2 separate regions of the Sus scrofa genome follow, and region 2 is linked to region 1. A link is a contact called in public targeted proximity ligation data. All regions are on one chromosome and are shown on one strand. The core of a region is the stretch at or near the end of the contact, and the rest is flanking DNA. Distances in the headings are between cores, read along the strand shown. Region 1 holds the start of EID3 (EP300-interacting inhibitor of differentiation 3). Region 2 has its middle 45 kb from the start of TRNAA-UGC.

Region 1 (3,291 bases), core at 239-2,738:
ACAACTGGCTGGAAATTCACGAACAGTTTCAAAGCAGTAAGCCTCATTACCTTGTGTCTTCTTTCATTTCTTAGTACTCATTAAAATCCAAAAATAAATCAAATGATACAGAGAGTGATAAGTGTGCTTAAAAGAGATGTGATAAATAACTTTTTAAAATTTTAATTATAACTTGGTGGTATGCTTTAATCTTGACATTGCACTTCACTAAATGTCTGAAATTAACTATGATAATATAGAAATGAAAACATCAGATCTCATCAGTTAAGTGGATGTAAAGCTTATATATAAAGTGATCCTTTTTACTCCCACTGGTGTTAAAATCATGACCATCTGTTTATGACACAGGTGGAGAAAAGAGATCAGACAGGAAGGAATATTGATAGAACTTTGTCTCATTTTACTTGCAAACTAAAGGTCTGAGTAATACAACATATTTTACATCAAGCTAAAAGTCTTTTTAGCTCCTTTAAGTATTTTCCATTAATGTGCTATTTGTCTTCCAAGTCTCTCTTCATTTCCTATACCCATTCTTCAAAAAGGTAAGATTCTTTTAGAGGAACGAAAACATGGTAAATAAAAATGCAAGTTAACTGTTACCTGCTTCCTGAATGTGCACCCATCTAAATACACCTTTTACATTTAACTGAGGCCTCAGGCTTAATTCTAAGAAGGCAATGTTCCAGTATGACTTCCATTTCTTAAAAATTACTTCAATACAAAAAGACAATTAAAGCAGATGTATCACAGTGATGGGATGAGGCTTTCTAACTTGGTCACCAACCACACCAGAGGTGGACTATCACCAGGCTGCAAATCCCGCTAACGTGCACCCAGCCTCTCAGCCTTTCTCCCGTCTGGTGGGCCATGACCTCGTGCGTGGGCCCAGGGAGGACTGCCACTACCACCCTCGCCACCAGCCGAAGCAAAGATTTCTTCTTCGCCTATGCTTCTACCCAGCTGTTAACTCAAGGCTAGAAAAGCAACCCCTGAAGGGTAAGGAACTCGCTCTAAGGGCTTGCTGGTCGCTCTCCCCTGAGCCTGGGGTTTCCAGGTTTCCCTCCCTGAAAATTACAGAGGAAGATGAGAGGGACGGACAGAGATAAGCATTTCCTGATCCACCCTTCGCAGTACTTCTCTAAACACTCACATTCGGCAGGTACACGGCTGCTAAAAATTTTTAAGTTATTTATAGAGTTACTAGGAGAGAAAGAACAAGGCAAGGAGGAAAAAAAGGACGTTTAAAAACCTATTTTCAAAGCTGAAAATAGGTCCATCCGCTCGTCCAAGCTTCCCGTTCTGAAAAGTATGTCTCATCAACATCGATGAACACGTGAGCTGGCCCCGCGCGTCCTTCTCATTTCTAAGGATGTGCTCGGTGGGAGGTCCGCTCCCGGTCACCCGGGCTTGGAGAGGAGGGCTGAGACCACCACCGGCCCCAAGAGCCGGTTCCCCGTTCAGGCGCATTACAGAGACGTAAAGCTCGCCCACCTACCTTCAGGGTTTGACCATGGCCGCCTATCTTTCGCCGCTTCACAAACACAACGGGCACGTCGGTTTCCGAGGTCAGTTCGGAGAGCGCTCTCTCGAGGCCCCGCCCGTCCTCTGTGGCACAAAAGCAGAGCGAAGCCGGTCAGTCTTTCCGCCCCGGGCGGCGGCGGGAAGTGCGCGGCGGGGGCGGGGCTTCCGCGTCCCCAACTGCACTCCCCCCCCCCCACCGCGCGACCGCCCCTCCGTCCCGGGCCCCGCCTGACCTTGACCGAGGCCGGCCAAGGGTCGGGTCCCGGGCGGGAGGACCGGGACGGCCTCGCGGCCAGCCGCAAACGCCAGGCAGACCCCAGGAAAGGGCAAGTCTCGCTAAAATAGACGTCACACGTCCCCAGTGGGTCCCGAATTCAGAAACGCCTCAAAAGGAAGCTTAGGGCACAGTTATCTCAACTTTTCAAAAAACACCTTCCAACTCAATCTGCCTTTGAACTCTGCATCTATACAGAGTGCCAAAAACCAACTTCCAATGTTTCTTTGAAGTTTGAAAACATGGGGTAAAATGAAGCCCACGCTGCCCACTTACGGGTGCTTTAAGAACCTTGAAATAATACAGCAACACCCTACCTGACAGGCTGGGTGAAACCGGTCCAAATTTACAAACGAGTGAACTCAGGTAGAGAATGAGTCAGTCAGTGAGAATTAAAAATAGACTCCATTGATACTGACATGAGGTCCATTCATGAGACAAAAACCACACCTGCACCCCAAAGTACAGTTGTTTGATGATAAAAACGCTTCTGTAATGCGTTGCATAGATTAACACTTAATCTAACTACCCTTTCGAAGTCGCTCCTATCAGGTCCATTTCACAGATAAGAAAACTGAGGCACCAAAAACCCCCTATCTTGCCCAAATTCAAGCAACCAGAGTTAGTTAACAGCAGAGCCAGGAGTCAAACCAGGCAGTGTGGTGAAGCCTTTAACGCTTAGCGGGTACTGCCTGATACAGGGAGATAAGCACGGGTTCCTCTTAGTTGTCTCGTTTGCCGGCCTGGGGAAAGTCACGGGAGTCTGAGCCTTAGTCTCCCCGCTTGCACACACAGAAAGCATGATCTGCCAACCTCTCACGATTTCTGAAGATTCAATGGTGTGAAAATTCCTTGAGGCTTGCTTAAACTCTCTTAATGTTGAGAAGGGTCTGTCAATCTATTCATCACCTTATTACCTGCATTTCAACACCCGTGCACTAAGAAATGATACAAAAGTCCATTTCCTCCGATATTCTGCCCACTGCCTCTACGGAGACGAGCTAGAGGAAGGAAACCTCCGGCCGACAGGGGGCCGGCCTCACCTCCACGCACGCTAAGCTTTCACCCACCCGGCGAAACAATGAATGCGGCCAAGACGCTCACCCGCCTCAATAAAGCCTCACCCCTACTCAGACCCGCCCTCAAACATCTCTCCTCGCTCCGCATTCGCAACGCACCGGCAGGCGGATGCTCTCGGCCCGGGGTTCTCGCAGCGGGAGGCCCGGGGCTTCCTCCGTTTTTGGTGAGCCCGAAGCTTACAGGAACGCGAGCTGTTGGGCAGCAGGCGCCTCTCTGACGCGCCCCACCACCTCGCGATCCGATGCAATGCGGGACCGGAGACGACTGAAGGGAAAGGGAGGCCGGTTCCCAGAGGCTCGGAGAAGCCACGCCCTCCCCTGAATGGGCGGGCAAACCGCCAGAGTCAGAATGACAAAGCAAAAATCCACTCCTCGTGCAGCCCTGGCGCCTGGCTGATGGGCTTAGCAAAGTGGGAT
Region 2 (3,476 bases), core at 873-3,372, 53 kb after region 1:
AAGATTTTATTTAAGTTGCCGGGCTGATGTGGGCTAAAAACACATTTTCTCTTGAATCATCTACTAGATCATGCGATATTAAATTCTCAGTGCACATTCCTAGCATGAAAGTCAGGATGACCTTTGGTTCCACACCACAGATTTCCACTCCTCTTACTACATCGGACTCACTCTATCAGGCTCAACCAGCTGCAGGAGCTGCCTCCACCCAAGCCTCAGCCCCACTGCTGAGGTCAGGACCTCTTCTCAAGAAAAGATGGTTTGACTCCAGCCCAAATACCTCACTGCTGCGTTCACAGACCTTGGTTCGAACAGAAACAGCTAAGCTACCAAAAGTGATGACTCCTGGCCCAATACTCTGAGACCGATTTAACGGGTCCAGGGCGGAGGCCAGGAAAATGAGCTTTGAAGCTACACCTCCCTTATGTGTATTAATTCTCTTGTAGGTGGTCTCAGGACCACACTTTGAGAAACACTCTTGTGCAACTAATTCTCACCTAATTCATTCTCTGGCAGGGGGTCTTAGGATCACACTTTAAGAAACACTGTCTCCGGGCCTCACTGAAGAAATGGTAGCACTGGTATCATCAGCTTTTAGAAAATTCCTCACTTCTAAAAAATTGCCCTTTGCCATATGGACAATATGAATACATTTACTGGCTCCCACCTTCAAGGCAGTGCACCAAGGACTGTGGAAGATGTTATAATGAACAAGACACACTGATTCTCAAAAATCCAGTCAGAAAAATAAGTGTTTACGAGTTAATCAAAATAGGATGGAATGTGTGTCATGGTAGAAATATAAACTCTCAGCACTCAGAAGTTTACTCTTCTTCCCAGGTATCTTGTACCCATCTACCTTTTTGATTACACATGATGACACAGCATTTTCTGTTATTCCTCCGCACTAGCCCCTATGTTAAGGGCTGAGATCATGCCTTATTTCCTGGTGTCCCTCGTGCCTGTTAAGTAATAGCTGCTTCCTTGAAGAGTCATTCAATTAAGACATTCTTCACCATTACAACTTGGGCCAGATTGTGTGAAACCTCACATTAGATTCTGGCTGCTCACTTAAGAAATCAGTTTCTTGGAACCGAGGCACATACTTTTGCAGTGGGAGGGAACTGAGAGAACATGTCGTCTAACATTTCACCAAATCCGGTGTGCAGATCACTGGCGATACCCAAGGAAGACACCTTCTAGAATGTTTACAGGTGATACATGAAAGAACATTTTAAATTTCAATTGGATGCAAATATGTCTGTGTACAGAAAAACATCCAGAACGATGCAGGGCTTTCATAGATTAATGCTTAAAACAGTGCTAAATTTATTTCAAACAGTAACTGCAGGGCAGGTGAGAAATGCATGCTATTAGAAATCAGCCAAGTGGTTGCCTTGGTGTGGGAGTAAGGGGCATGGGTGGTGGGGGGTTTCTGGGGGGGACTGGAAGTGTTTCTCTACCTGGGTGCTGGCTGGATAGGGCTGTTTAGTTTGCAAAAATTTAGTAAGCTGTATTACAATAATTGCACTTTTCTGTACGTACAGTATACTTCACTTAAAAAGTATTTCAAAGGGTGGGTGTAATTAAAGATAGTAAATAGTAGTACATGGATATGGGAGAAATCCTAAACCTGGTACAGGAAAGGCAAATTTAGGACACACAGACTAACCCTCCCCTGTGTAGATGGGAAGAAAGCCAAGGGATGGCCACAAACGAGCTGCTTGTGCTTGAGCAGGAACTGCCCCCCACTCAACCTTCTCTCCCATTCTTCCCTTCCCCCACTTAGGTCCTCAGCTCCTCCAGGATGGTCTTGTCAGCTGCTCCCAGGGGTGAGCATGAGCTTTTCCCGTCAGACACTCCCTGCCAAGTCCTAGCTCTTCCAAGGAGCTGCCTGCCTCACTTGGCTGTTTTTTTCCATTCCTCTGAGCCTTTCACCATATGCTCTGCTAACTAAATTGAAAGAGACAGATCCTCCAGCATTTAACAATTCCATTCGTGGGAATTGTTACTTTTCTGGGTCTCCGTTTTCACACTTGTAAAACCAAGAGGGGAGGGGAGCTGTACAAGGGTTAGGATCTGCACTTTGGAGCCAAGATGCCTCAGCTTAGATCCCAGCTAGTTTCATAACCCCTTGTGTTTCAGTTACTTCATCTGTAAAATGTGAGGGTATGATTCACCCGTCTCAGGGTACTGCTGATAAAGTGAAACAAGATAATTCATGTCAAGTGCTTGAAACACTGCTCAATAACTGTTCGCCATTATTATTCACTAACTGCAAAGTGGAGAAAACAGAAGCAACCTTTCCCATCTCAAAGAGTAACTGAACGGATAAAATGGGATGGTGGTGTCAGAAATGTGAAAGGGAGGGAGGGAGGAAGGAGGGAAGGAAGCTAAGATAGGGGGTGGGAAAGGGGAAGGTCTGTCTGATAAGATTTGGGATGGATGGCAAGAAGGTGGGGGGGGCCTGGGGGTCCTTGGGCGCCACCCAAGACCTGCCCAGTTAAAAGACCTAAACTTCCCTTGGGGCTTAGCTCCTTCACCCTCAGCCCTGGGTCCCGGATTCTCAAGAAAGGAAGGTAATTCCCGATGGGTAGTATGTTTCCTTTCTTTGGAAACTCAATACACACTCAACAGCCCGCAGGCAGGAAAGGGACCCGTAATTCTCCGTAGGGTTAGCTCTGAACGGTCTTCTCAGATCGTGGCTGCCCAGCACCAGCCTCCGACCACCTTGAACGCTACCTGGACGGCCGCCACCACCGACGTGTCCTGGGGTAAACACGGGGCGGTGGCTCTTTCCCGCCGCGGGGCATCCCCAAGGCCTCGCCCGTTTCTGGATTCTCCAGGCCGGCGCCCGTCGTCGGGCTCACGACGACGGCCAAGGGCTGCCAGGCCGAAGGCTCCAGGACGAGGGACCCAACCAGGGCCGGTGGTCGCCGACCGTCTGGAGGGCCCCGGGGCCGCGACGTGGCCCTCGGTCATACCTACTGAGCGGCCGCCACGTCCTCTCTTGCCCTGGGCTTCCCGCACGGCCGCCCGCGCCTCCTTGCTCTTGGCGCAGCCCATGGCGCGCGGGGCCCTGTGGGAACGCGCGGCGAGCAACGCCGAGCGGAGGCCGAGCGCCCCCTGCCGGCCGCCGCCGGCGACACCCTGCTCCCGCGCCCCTTCTCTTTCAAGCAAGTGCGTTTTTTTCTTTTCACATTAAAATACACTCACCAAAGATAAACAGGAAAATACAAAGGTGAAAGAAGGAGGGATTCCTGGCTGTGGAGCAGTGGGCTAAGAATCAGACTGCAGCGGGTCAGGTCGCTGCAGAGGCGCGGCTGGAGGCTGGGAGCAGTGGGTGGAAGGAGCCCAGGTTGCCGCAGCTGCGGAGTAGGTCACAGCTGCATCTTGGACCCAGTCACTGACCAGGGAACCTCCACGTGCCACATGCAGGGGGCGTGGCCATAAAAAGGGGGGGAAAAAGCACCATC

What was found.
Region 2: a contact with region 1 is called in a targeted proximity ligation map of alveolar macrophages. A contact is called at or near these places in 11 of 47 Hi-C or Micro-C datasets (adipocytes, alveolar macrophages, embryonic fibroblasts and 6 more) and 2 of 2 datasets of targeted methods (alveolar macrophages and skeletal muscle).

The regions. Positions count from the first base shown.
Region 1 is chr5:80,233,079-80,236,369 of Sscrofa11.1, forward strand. EID3 (EP300-interacting inhibitor of differentiation 3) reads right to left here and starts at 1,489. Exons shown (of 1, transcript XM_021092633.1): 1 at 1-1,489.
Region 2 is chr5:80,284,994-80,288,469 of Sscrofa11.1, forward strand. No RefSeq gene overlaps it. Among named protein-coding and RNA genes, the nearest start is that of TRNAA-UGC, 45 kb to the left of the region's middle.